Linked DNA regions of Nothobranchius furzeri: region 1 is linked to region 2. The links are chromatin contacts, called in public Micro-C maps. All regions are on one chromosome and are shown on one strand. The core of a region is the stretch at or near the end of the contact, and the rest is flanking DNA. Distances in the headings are between cores, read along the strand shown. Region 1 overlaps LOC107380209 (LIM and calponin homology domains-containing protein 1). Region 2 holds the start of LOC107380209 (LIM and calponin homology domains-containing protein 1).

The links. Hi-C and Micro-C count contacts between places; a contact is called where the count stands out from the background.
Region 1: a Micro-C map of tail fin shows a contact between it and region 2, with 9 times the contacts expected there. The contact joins the enhancer-like site here to the promoter of LOC107380209 in region 2. A contact is called at or near these places in 2 of 2 Hi-C or Micro-C datasets (skeletal muscle and tail fin).

Annotation. Positions count from the first base shown.
Region 1 is chr1:74,166,373-74,172,885 of NfurGRZ-RIMD1, reverse strand. The region is part of intron 7 of LOC107380209 (LIM and calponin homology domains-containing protein 1); the gene reads right to left. Among protein-coding and RNA genes, the nearest start is that of phox2bb, 40 kb to the left of the region's middle. Within about 2 kb of position 3,820, at least 1 of the 3 cell types and tissues checked has an H3K27ac peak or open chromatin away from gene starts, as enhancers often do. A contact at or near this core is called in tail fin, where this site is marked.
Region 2 is chr1:74,087,703-74,094,550 of NfurGRZ-RIMD1, reverse strand. LOC107380209 (LIM and calponin homology domains-containing protein 1) reads right to left here and starts at 1,823. Exons shown (of 23, transcript XM_070550158.1): 1 at 1,197-1,823. The coding sequence starts at 1,301.

The sequences.
Region 1 (6,513 bases), core at 2,571-5,070, 76 kb before region 2:
CTAAAGTGAGAAACGGAGATGAGAATGAAACATTTTGTTGTACAGACTTGTTACTAAAAACATATTTTAAACATATTTGCATGGAGCAAAGTTTGCTGGAGTAGCTTCCCAGTCATGGAGGACATAACAATACTTCTTCTCTTGTTTCTTGAAGACATTTAGTCTTTCATCCAAAAGGCGGCCTCAAGAAGGTCTCATATCATAAAGATTTACCTGAATAGAGCCTCTCTCCCATAGCAGTATGTCTATTCATGGTAAACCCAAAAGCTCTTCAATTCAATTCAATTCAAAAATACTTTATTAATCCCAGAGGGAAATTGATTGCTGTAGTAGCTCAGAATAATAGTAATCAAGTCATCAAAGAGTTGTTGTATATTACAATGGCTGTTGGCAGGGAGGATCTCCAGTAGCGGTCAGTGTTGCAGCGAAACTGAAGAAGCCTCTGACTGAAGACACTCTTCCGTTGGACCTGTTTTCCCCCAGGGAGAGCAGCAGCCTTGTGCGCTCATCCCAGTTGAAACACAGGTAGGAGGGAGATCAAAGAAGTGAAGAGCACATAGACTCCTTCAGTTGTAGATCTCACCAGGCTTAGACCACCAATCTGAAGGCATGGGGTAGGTCGGGATTTTACAACATCTGTCTGCATTACTTCGTGGAGGGTTCTTCCTCTCGCAGCTCAAGGCTACCAGGGCGCCAGATTCAGATAAGAATTGTTTGGGTCAGGCTCTCTCTGCCTTTGTTTTTAACTGATCATTCCAGTCTCTCAGTTAATCCAATTTTTGGGTTTAATCTTGCCCGTACCGTGCAGTGACGCTCTCCAAGATCACATCCATCTTGCACGCTAACACCAAGATTGCAGCTAGAACCTCTAGCTTGCGATTCACCTCGAGTAACGCCCCAGTTTGAGCTATAGGTTATATGGATTGCACTCTAATCGCCCCTGAATTCACAATTTTCCAAACCAGAAATCCTCACACTCCAAACAGAAGAAATCCAGTTATTATCAGTCCAAAACTCCTTACGTCTTCGACGTTCTCCGCGGACAGCTGGGAGAGGAATATAATAGTCCACTCCTTCCTGGAATCCAATATATACCTCACTGGGTGCGTTCCATCTGGAGATGTAGGAGCCCCCTGCTCCGTTCTCATTATTAAAAACATCTTGTCAATCGCGTTGAATGACCAGTTGACCAAATCCATGATTTGATAAGTTTTCAGGAGGAATGCAGAGAAGCTCTGTAGGCAGACAGGTCACGAGCAAGAATAAGAGGCTTTTTTTCAGAATCTGCTTAGCTCTTAGCACCATTTCTAACTGGGTTGCAACTAATGGAGACAAATTTGATAGGAAATGTGAATTTTCTGTTGGAATCGCACTGAATTGGTTTCTTAGTTCAGGATTCTTCAAATTTGTAAACACATTGGTGAGAATGCCATTCAAATCATATATTTTGAGTTCAATTAACCCGTTTCTTTAAACAAGACCGTTTTGTTACACTCAGAATGTGAGTTTCTGTTTTTGTCTCCATTTAGTGCATTTTAAAGAACTTTTAACATCTGGATGAGATGGCAACACATTCCAGGGCCACCTACTTTGCTTAGCTGATTTCCTGAAACTAAAGTTATTGTTTAACACCATAAACCAGATTGTTTCACAACACGCCCCTCTTATGCCTGTATTCTCAAGGTCTGACTTTAACAACTTTCAAGCATTGTTTGAGAATAAAAGTAGAAATATCATGGCATGTTTTTCACCCCCATCCACTTCCTACTCTCACATTCAACCATCCTCTTCCCAATCATGGTCCTTCTTTACTCCTGTAAATTTCCAGGACTTTTGCCTCATTCAAAAAATCATGAAACCAACTTCGTGCCCTGCTGATAATCTCCCAACCGCTTTACTCATTAAGATTTTTGACCAAATTGGCTCATGCATTGTGGCTTGCCATCAAGTCAAACTTGAGGAATCTAGGTGTTTTGTTTCAGATTTTAATAAATTTTATAATATTTTTTGTAATTCTTTTAAAGCATTTTAATTGAATGATTTAATTTTTTTGTTGTTGGTCTCTGTGAATCACTTTGCAATTCTCTTTCTGTGGTGAGTGCAATATAAAAAAATTAATTACTTACAAATAGGCTCAGAGGTCAAAATCACCCTAAAAGTTCATATTTCCTACACGTTCCATCTCACAGAAACTAACCTGTAAAGGGTTCAAGCAGATACAAGATATCTGCGGCCATTCTGTAAATATTTTGAGGGAAAATCTTTTTTATTTTTTTATTTTGTAATATTCAAAACTCTGGCAATATGAGAGCAATGGCCCTATGGCCTCTGTAAGAAAACTGAGAAACCTTGTTGGGATTTGGCAGCATTTCATGAAAATCAATCACAATGTAATTTGCTCCTTTTGTATAAAATCGTTAATCCAAATGAAGGCAACTGGACTTCTTTGGTTTCTTGAAGACATTTCACTTCTCAACCGAGGAGCTTTGTCACTTCTAACTGGAATGTGGGAGAGTCAAGCTCAGGGTTTCCCACAGTGCTTTACAAGCCTGGCGGCCCGCCAGGCTTTGCTTGGCCACCCGCCAGGCTAAGCGTCATGCCCCGCCCCCCTCCCCAACCCTACCGTGTCCACTGACATGAATGGCGCAACAAAACTAGAGCCCTTCATCAGCTGATACTGGTGAGAAACAGCAGCAGAACGTGTGCAGAACATGTGCAACCCCCCCCCCCCCCCCCACCCCCACCCCCGCTCTTACGGAGGAGTGCTGCGTGACAGAGCGCGCGACGTATGGGGCTTTTACTGACCCGAGCGTTTCCCTATCTATTTTTCTATTGGTGGTTAATGCAGGGGATGGGGTAGAAGACTATTTTCACCTTCAGGCTGCATGTGAAACTCAGAGTGACTGATCATATTTCAAAGACAAACAACAAGTAAAAAAAATTAATAAAAAAAAGTTGCTTGGTGAACTTGCTCTTTAATAATATTCACCTTTTGAGAAGAATATACAAAGCATTCAGAGGGAGAGAAGGACACATTTTAAAGCTTTTTTTTTTCCTGAGCAGGTAATCGATTGCTGCAGATAACTTTTAAAAATGTCCCACTGAGTTTAACGATCACACAGCAGCCGTTAAATCTGATTTGTAAGTGGAGAACTAAAAGTGACGTATACATTCATTCCAAATAGAGATTTCCTAAGTGATCAGTGTCTGATGAAAATATCAAGGCAATGATTCTACATCACTGCAGAGACTCCACAACCTGCTTTTCATGATCAAAATCTATGAAGACCAAACATTTACATAAAATGAATGAACAATCTGTCACCACATCAAATATTTAGATTTATAAGGAGTTCTCCCCATCAGCCGGATATTTATTCTGGGGCGTTCCTTTGTAGACCTTTTTTTTTTGTTGTTGATGTTTTTATTTTTCTTGCTGCACATAAGATAAAACATAAACGTTAATAGGTTTCTCAATAAAAACAAAAACACACCACTTCCCCTCTCACTTAAAAACAGTTAGCTGAGTCACTGTTACGAGGAGCAGAGGGAGGAAATCAGGGAGCCAGATTTAAACTAAAAAAGGACTCAGTTCTAAGAAATGTTATGAAATGATGAGCCTCATGGCGGACACCTGAGACTTATGTTTCTAACTCTAGAATCTTTGCCAGCTGTTAGATCTTATAGGCTTCAGAGAAGTCATACGGTGTTATTAAACGCACCACATTCCAGCAGCTGAGCATCAATCAAAGCTGGGGACTGGCCGATGGGTCGTGCTTTAGAAACAAAGCAGGTATCATAAATCATTGCTACATTTGTATTGTGCAACTTGTGCTAACTAGATTTTAGCCTCAAGTGAGGAAGATTTTAGTCGCCACTCTGTCTGCGCGTAAACACATTGCTGGCTTTTTAATATCACTGTTAACACCTGGGTTTGCAGTAGTGCTCTGCTTCAGGCCTTTCCCTTCTTGTTGCTGTAAATTCCTCTGCAAAATGTCCGAATGTGATCCTCTAAGGAGCAGCGGATTGGAAGTCAGGCTCTGTTAGGATGTACTGTTGGCTTACCTATCAGATCCACAGTCTTTTTCATTATTTTGCAAATACTCCACTTAAAACAGAAAAACAGAAGGAAACTGATACCTACACCCAGGCTTAACTCAATGTCTCACAGATATTCTACTTCAGCATGTTCAGCTATCTGTGCTACTGTCCTCCACTCCTGCACTTATGCACTCTGCCGATGACCTATGACCCAATGTCTGTTTCCCAGAAATAAACCCACACTTTCAAAGAGATCCAAACCATAAGATCTTTCCTTGGATTTGATCAGACACACATGCAGGCCGCCACATCTGCCGGTGGAAACAAACTTCACATTTAACATGCAAAAAAACCTCCTTTTCCATCACTAATTGTTTCATATGGTTGTGAGGACAGACTGATAGAGATCCAAAAAAGGCTTAGATGCATCTGCACTTCTAACTCAGTTATGACTCCTAACCCATCAATTGGAAACATGAATGTTCCCTCGTCCACCGTAATCTGTCTTTAAGCAGCAACACATGTTTTTATGGGTGATGTTCTCTCTGTACACATGGCAATGCTGAGGATTGAGGAAATATTTAGTTTTAATGTGACAGTGCCCTACTGTACCATGATTTTAGAGACGCAGAGGTCACCTAACAGAGTCCACGGAAGGCTGTGCAGTCTAGTTCAAAGCTGCTAACATGTTGGAAATGATTGCAATGTTCAGCAAGTGTTTTTTAAACCAGACCATGCAACAATTAAGAGTTTTTAACATTTTAAGCAATTGCTTTCTGACTAGTTTCAGTTATTGTTGAGCCAGAAACTTTAGAAGGGTTGTTTACAACAGTTGTAGTTATGCTTTCAGCCAGTAGGGGAAACCTATCCAGAGCTGCTTTAAATCACTCTGTTTCCCATATCTATAAATGTAAAACACTCAGCTTTTCCCTTTATTAGTCAGAACTAACAGCTACACAATCTTTTGTGTGAGTGAAATAAAGGGAACCTGAGCACTGTGAAATACTTAAATTATGACCTGGGTATTATGAACACATCATCAGAAACTTTGATCTGTTATTTTAGCCTTTATTTTTTTTTCTCTTAAGTGTTTTTCTCCTCAGAAGAAGCTCCAATGGTGTTCTGCTGAGCTGTGGTGGCCTCATGGTGGTGGCCATCGTCTAGCACACTGCTGCTAACCACTTAAACCTTCTCCCTCTCCGGATAATAACATTTTACTTTCTTTGACAATGAAAGTGCTACTACTAGTTTACCCGTTTACTATGTGAAGTGCCTTGAGACTTGTCATGATTTGATGCTATATAAATAAACTGAATTGAATAGTATGGGATAATTGGGTCCACACCATGACCATCAGATGAACAACCGATATTTCAGGAAAAACGGCTTGCGCTGAAGTAATAGCTTTTGCAAAATTCTTGAAAATCATTCTTTACAGATTCTTTTAAACAGATGTAACTTGTAGTGAGTGTCTCCCTGTAAAACTGGAAAAACCAAAATCAAAAAGCTCCCTTCATTTATCAAATCTTTATCCATCTACAAACCTGGCCCAAACAAGAGTGCAGCCAGTATTGAATTTCTCTCTGAGATTGAATTAAAATCCTCCCTCTGTTCACTAATTATTGTCGTGGTGAAGTAGATTTTCAGAGCAGAATGAAGAACGGGCTTTGTCTGAAGGTCACAGGAGGAAAACCTGCCACGTTCGTATGGATTTTAATAAATAGATGCTCTTGTTGCGGGTGTAGTCAAAATCTCTTGCGACTCGAACATCTCAGCTCAACTCTTCATTTGTTTGTACTCGAGGGAGTGATCTGAGGGCTGATAGCTTAAATTCTACGTACATACAGTGGGATGCGAAAGTTTGAGCAGCCTTGTTAATCTTCATGATTTTCTTGTATAAATCGTTGGTTGTTACACTAAAGATTTTCAGGTAAAAATATCATATAGGAGACACACGCAGTGATGTTTGAGAAGTGAAAGTACGTTTATAGAATTTACAGAAAGTGTGCAATAATTGTTTAAACAAAAATTAGACAGGTGCACAAATATGGGCACTGTTGTAATTTTATTGATTCCCAAACCTTTAGAACTAATTATTGTGGGGGTCTCAAAACAACTCTCTCATGATGGTAAATGACCTGTATTTGTATAGCGCCGTCTTAGGGTTCTACAACCCCCCAAGGTGCTTCACAGCACAATCAGTCATTCACCCATTCACACACACATTGAGCTACAATGTAGCTACTGCTGCCCTGGGGTGCACTGACAGAGGCGAGGCTGCCGAGCACAGACGACACCTATCCCTCCGACCATCACCAGCAGGCAAGGTGGGTTAAGTGTCTTGCCCATGGACACAACAGCAGAATTCTCTGGTCGGAGCCAGGATCGAACCTGCAACTTTCCGATTACTGGACAACCCGCTCTACCTCCTGAGCTACTGCTGCCCAATTAGCTAAAAAAAGTGCTCAACAT
Region 2 (6,848 bases), core at 574-3,073:
ACATATTTCTTTAGAAGAAAGGCTTTTAGCGCTTCTACTTGTTATTGTTTTAAAGGTATGTTCAAGTCATTTAGAACCGAGAAAAGAGCCGCAGCAAACTCCGCTTCAGACGCCATATTCGACAAACTCGACGTTATGGTGTGTGATGTACGCTACTCAGTGCTTATTGGCTCAGTTAGAATACTCAGGGGGTAGGTTTTTTTGAATAGGAGAGTTCCCAGACCCTACTCAGACTCCCAGGTGGCAGCAGCTTTTAACGCCTTTACTGTGATGGAACTAGAGATCTCAGGATAACACTGAACTTGCTTTTCAATAAAATTCAGTCTTAAAACTTGCAAATTTCATCTGGCTTTTAGTGTCCTAGTATGTCGTACTGTCTCCTCTGTATTGTGATATCGTACAGCCAGATTCTTGCTGATACACACCTCTATGAAATTAGTCAAAATTAGCAAATAATTTGATCCAATCAGGGTTTACATACAGTCTCTTTACTTTATTAACACCTCCTCAGTTCAAACTTCACCAAAATAAACTCCTTATGCAGCAGAAACATATTTTTAAGCCTTTATGTAAACCTGTAAATCTGTCAATGCAGATTATCTGTCTGTCACCAATGCTTTTAAAGTTGCCCAGAGGACAGCTCACTGCAGGATGACAGACTGAAATGTATATGGGGGCTGGCAAGTGTCGTGGTGGAAATTCTCCAAGAACAAAACTTCGTTTGTGTGAAAACTGTTCACCCAGCTTGCGATGAGGCAAAACTCCATTCCACATGATGCATTCGTTGTTTTCAGCCAAACATGCACCAGGTCCATTACCAGCCGCAGTACAGCCCAGAGCAGGCCCTCGTCAGAAGCAAATGACACCTTATTGCTAAATTAGGTTTGGCTAGAAGGTGAGTAACACACAGGATTCCTGCAGTCAGGCTAATCAGTCTAAGTTTTGAGTGTGAGCGGAAACAATCAGTTGACAATGAATTAATGAATTTAACTCGTAGTAATGATGGAAAACATTTTACAAGGGCCTGTTCTTGTCGCAATTTCAACAGGTGACGAAGCAATAAAACAACTTGGTTTCTTTAAAAGAGATCATCGCTGCAAGCCAATAACCACAACCACAGATGAAACCCAGAATCACCTGCGACTATCATACGGAGGCCATCCGACATGCGTGTTGTTTGCAGGGCAGTGACTCACCTCTATCCACTTCTGCGCCTCCTGAAACGCAGGCTCGGCGGCTGATTCGGTCACAGGGTGATGCTGCTGATGAGAATGTCCTATGTCTGCAGCCGGACTTGCCATTGACGAAACACTGCCTACAAGTATGAAAGCACGCAGAAATATGTGCAGGCAGCAGCCAAGAGCCGCGTTATTCCACCGGAATTATTCGACAGCCACCGGGTATATTCTGTCTGTATATGAGCAGCAGCACCGGCAAAAGCCCACTAACCAGTTGCTGCACTTCAGCTTCGCTTCTGGGGCAGCGTGTGGACCAAAAGCTAGGATCAAGTCAGACACCCTTACTAAGCATACTTCCGGTTAGATTACACAAAATGAAAGACGTAGGTGGGGTTTCCTGTTTAGGATTAGCGAAAGAGTTGTGTTAACATACAGTATATTCATGCAATGAGTCGCACGAGCTCGTCAGTAAATGTATAACTGTTAGACGTTACTAGTATGTGCTTTTATTTTGGCGGTAACAAACTTCCGGTTAGTGTCCAGCTGTTCTTACGTGGTTCGGGCCTCACTGCAGTATGATCTGCTTCAAAATATACCGAGAAGCGCTGTTTCAAAGGCAGCCAAGGAGGGCAGCAGCATGCTGGGGATGTTACAACCACTTTCACTATATAGGACACAGTCTTTTACCCTGATGTAACTTTAGCGTGCGCAATGAATGAATTGTTCATTACTAACTCATTATTGTTCTGATTATTTGTTAAACGTATGTGGTTGCTTTGTCTTTAATGTTCAAAACGATTGTAAATGTATTATTATCATTATTATTATTATTATTATTATTATTATTAGAATTAGTAGTAGTAGTAGTAGGAGTAGTAGTAGTAGTAGTAGTATATTTAAGTAATTCTGAGTCTACTTTAAAAGGAAACCCATAAATACACGTTATTATTATTATTATTATTATTATTATTATTATTATTATTATTGTTGTTGTTGTTGTTGTCTGAACACAACAATAAATCAGACGTTTTTCAATGGATTTCCTCTCTTCCACCTTCGATGTACAGGAGATGATTGGGTCAGTTCAGCTTTTTCAAGGCCCAAACCTAAAGCATGAATCTCATTAAACTTGTTGAATCTCTGCTGACATCTTGTGGAAAAATGAAGCTGTACATAAAGCAACGACTCATTTAATTATTTTTGTTTACTCAGCTGTGTAACTGCTGTTGCTGTTGTTGTTGCTGTGAAACTCGCCTGTTGTCAGCAAACGCCAGTGAAGCAACAAGGACCAGCTGATCTTCATCTCTTGGACAACAGTGCATGGACTGGCAGATAAGTGGCCTATTCACACATAATTAAAGAAGACAATAAAGACTTTTGGTGGAAGACTCTTTTGCAACAAGAAACTTGGTTGATGAAAAGATTGCCGATTTCATTTGATGTTACCAGTGATTTGTTGAGTACATATTGAACTGAAACTTGCTTTAATGTTGCATGTTATCCAAATGTCAAAAGAAAATGTAATTTGTTACATATTTAATACTTGAAAGGTCAAGGTGTTTCAGTGGAGTGTAAAAATTGAGTTCCACATTGGATGTTTGAAATTCTAAGCAAGTTTATTTCATTCTTAAAATCAACATTTCCTAGTTAGACAATTGTTCAGCCATGTCAGAAAGAAATGAGCCTGCAGAAGAGGAGGAAGATAGTGCAGAGCCACTGTGAGAGGAAGAGCAGCTGCTCAGACGTGGGGCATGCCAATGTACTCTAACAGAGAAGGGCAAGGCACTACAAGAAGAGAAAATTAAAGCTCTTACACAAAGATTCAACTACATTTACAAAAAATGGAAAGTGCACGTTAAATTCTTTAAACATTCGTCAAAACAGTCCTCAGAGCCTTTATCAGAGGGTCCCTTAATGATATCTTGGGGGAGGTTAAAGGGCTTTGTGCAGATATCCAGCGTGTTTATGAAGATCTGCGTAAACTCTCAACTCCAGATCAAGAAACACGGAGAAGAGTAGATTTGTGTGTGGAGATTTCAAACTTCATCCTTTCTAAAGCTTTACGTCACCTGGAAGGACAAGCGCAGGAAGAGATCAGGTTTGGCCAGAAGCTGGCTCTCTTTGGAGCACAAGTAAAAGTGAATTAGAATCCATCACCTCCGTCATGAAGAGCGCCACCTCTGAGCATTCAAAAACTTCTTCAGTAAAGAGGCAAGAAGCGGCTGCGGACGCTGCAGCAAGCCAAGCTGTTCTAAAAGGAACAAGAAAGGGAACAGTTGGAATTACAGCGCCTGGAAGCAGAAGCCAAGAAGAGGATAGCAGCTCAAGAGGCAGCAGCTAAACAGCGGTGCTTAGAGCAAGAGGAAGAAGAGGTGAGGAGGAGAAAGAAAGAAGAGGAAGAAGCTAAAATGACTGCTAAATTAGAAGAACACACGGCTCTGCAAATGGCTCTAGAAGAGAAGCGAAGGAGAATTAGCCATCTAGAAACCATGAAAGAGCTCAGCGCTGCACAGGCAAGAATGCAGGTATATGATCAAGGATCTGACATTAAGAAAGGGGTTAAGTGACCTATAAGCCATAAGATGGCAGTACATGTTAAGCCATCAAGTCAAACAAGCTGTCAACAATCATCTATACCTCTTGTTCCACAACAACCTCTGAGTTCTTCCTCAAACCAAGACACTGCAGGTTTAGTTAAGCTACTTGCAGATGCTTTAAATGCAAACAGAATTCCACTACCCGAACCTTCAATATTCAGCAGGGATCCGTTGAAATACAGTGATTGGAAGCTGTCATTCCAAACCTTGATTGATCAAAAGAATATTCAGAATAAAGAAAATATATACTACCTTCGTAAATATGTTGGTGGACAAGTTAAAAACGCACTAGATGGTTATTTCCTGCTTGGAACCGAGTCTGCCTATGTTTCAGCGTGGGAGATCTTGGAGGGGAGATATGGAAACCCATTTACAGTTGCAACAGCATATAGGGATAAACTTCAAGCATGGGCCAAGATTGGACCTAAAGACAGCACCGATCTAAGAGTTTGCTGATTTCTACGGAGCTGCGAAGCCGCCATGGTTCATATCAAGGCACTGGAGATCCTAAATGACTGCAGTGAAAACAGAAAGATTCTGGCAAAGTTACCTGATTGGTTAACTGCAAGATGGAACCAAAAAGTGATGGAAATGGAAGAGGAGAATGGCAAATTCCCTTCTTTCAGTCAGTTTGTAAGATTTCGACCAGAGAATCAAAAATTGCCTGTAATCCAATAAAATCATTGCAATCATTAAAGCTAAGTGACAAATCCAAACAACAAAACGTCAAAGTCAAAACATTAGTCACACGCTCTAATGAAGAAACTGTCAACATATGTGTTTTTGTAAGAAGCATGGACATACTTTGCACACATGCAGTAAGTTTATGCAAGATGAAGTCTCAGACAGAGTTAAATTTGTCAAGGCTGAAAAGTTGTGTTTTGGATGCCTCAACTCAGGTCATTCCTCAAAGAGCTGCAACTGTAGGAGTGTTTGTAATAAATGCAATAAGCAACATCCTACTTGTTTGCATGAAGAGAGAGACAAAAGAGAACAAAGGGCAGCACAAGTTAAGCAAAGTCAAGTTCATGAAACTTTGAAATAATAAAGTCAACCCACAGACAAGGCTAACAAGAGACATTGTCACAGCTTCTACTTTCAAGGTCAATCAAATTGAAGCTACTTTCCAAACAGCTGCAATAATTCCAGTTTGGCTTTCCTATGCTTCACAGCCAGTTCCGGAAGTGCTTGTTTATGCACTACTAGATTCTCAAAGTGACACAACATTTGTGCTAAGCGATGCAGCTGACTCTTCGGAGGCACCCAAGGAACAAGTGAAGTTGAAGCTTTCTACAATGACATCACAAACTACTACAGTAAGGTCTCAACGAGTAAATAATTTACGAGTTCGGGGTTTCTACTCAAATAAAAAAATCAATTTACCACCAGCCTACACACGTGATTTTATTCCTGCCAACAGAACTCACATACCAACTGACAAAACTGCAGAGGCTTGGTCCCACCTAGAGCACCTGAAATATGACATAGCTCCCCTACAGGACTGTGAGGTAGGCCTGCTTATCGGCTACAACTGCTCACAAACCTTTCTACCAAGGGCAGTTGTGTCTGGTCAAGACAATGAGCCCTTTGCTCAACGCACAGATCTTGGATGGAGCATTGTTGGTCATGGCAATCCCTGTGTCGAGTATAGAGATGCAATTGGAATTGGTCATCGTATAGTTGTCCATCAAGTGAAACCAAAGGTTGACTCTGCTCTCAATCTAAAGGGTGAAGTTCACTATGTGAACAGATCAAAGGTTAAAGAAATTACACCTTCAGACATTATGAAGATTCTTGAGACAGATTTTTCTGAGAAAATTAATGAGGACTGCGTATTTCAAGATGACTTGAAATTCTTGTCCAACTTTAAAGAAAACATAACTAAAAATAAGGATGGACATCTTGAAATGCCATTGCCATTCAAAGAAGAAAGACCAAGGTTGCCAAACAATAAGATGCATTCTATGCATCGCCTACAGTGTCTGGAAAGGAAGCTAAGAAAGGATAAAACCTATTATAAAGACTATGTGAACTTCATGACTGACATGATTGTTCGGGGAGATGCTGAAAAAATTCCAGAGGAGGAAATCAATAGCAGTCCAGCTTGGTATATTCCACATCATGGAGTCTACCACCCACAAAAACCGGGCAAGATACGGGTAGTATTTGACTGCTCAGCTAAGTTTCATGAAACATCTCTCAATGATCATCTTCTCACTGGACCTGACCTAACTAACAAACTTGTTGGTGTCTTGTGTAGGTTCTGGAAAGACCCAATCGCTGTAATGTGTGATTTTGAAAGAACGTTACACCAGTTTCATGTAAAGGCCAAAGATCGAGATTATCTGCGTTTCTTATGGTGGGAAAATGGTGATTTGGAAACCAAACCATCCACCTACAGGATGAAGGTTGTAGTGAACCTGAATAGGCTCTTCTAATTATGTAGAGTAATGGTTTATGCTCTTATATGAAAGAGGAACCATCCTACATATTTTATAGTTTTAAGAAGACTCAAAGGTTGTTTTCATCGATAAACTGTCGATAATATCTGTGGGTCTGTGTTTCAGTTCAATGAAGAGACAAGTTGAAAGTTAAAAGATTTAATTCTTCAAATTAAACTAGTGATTTTGAAATGACAAGCATATGAAACAACAATCAACATTGGCAACTTTGTTGAACAATCTTTAACAGTTGATATTGTAAGCTTGCACAAATAGACCTGGTGTTGGATGTGCTGAAGGTTGAGTGTGATGCGATATGATTATGGATGCGTGTGTGTGAAATGTAGTGAAAATTGAGAATAAGGTGAGATGAATGCGTGTGTGCATCTGATTTTGTTTCAGGAAGAAACAGGTGTCTGAGTGAAAAGTGATGTTTTGGATAAACTTAGGTCTTATTGGAAAAGACGCATCAAACATTATCTAGGTGTACTGCCTCACCAAAGTCGGACACTCTTTTAGATCCGGGATGCCAGAGGATGGTGATGTTTCATCCAGGTGACACCAGCGGCTGGCAGAGGAGACGTAGATGTCCGCGACCCTGTCCAGAGATGCCCGCGGTACACGTTGATGGA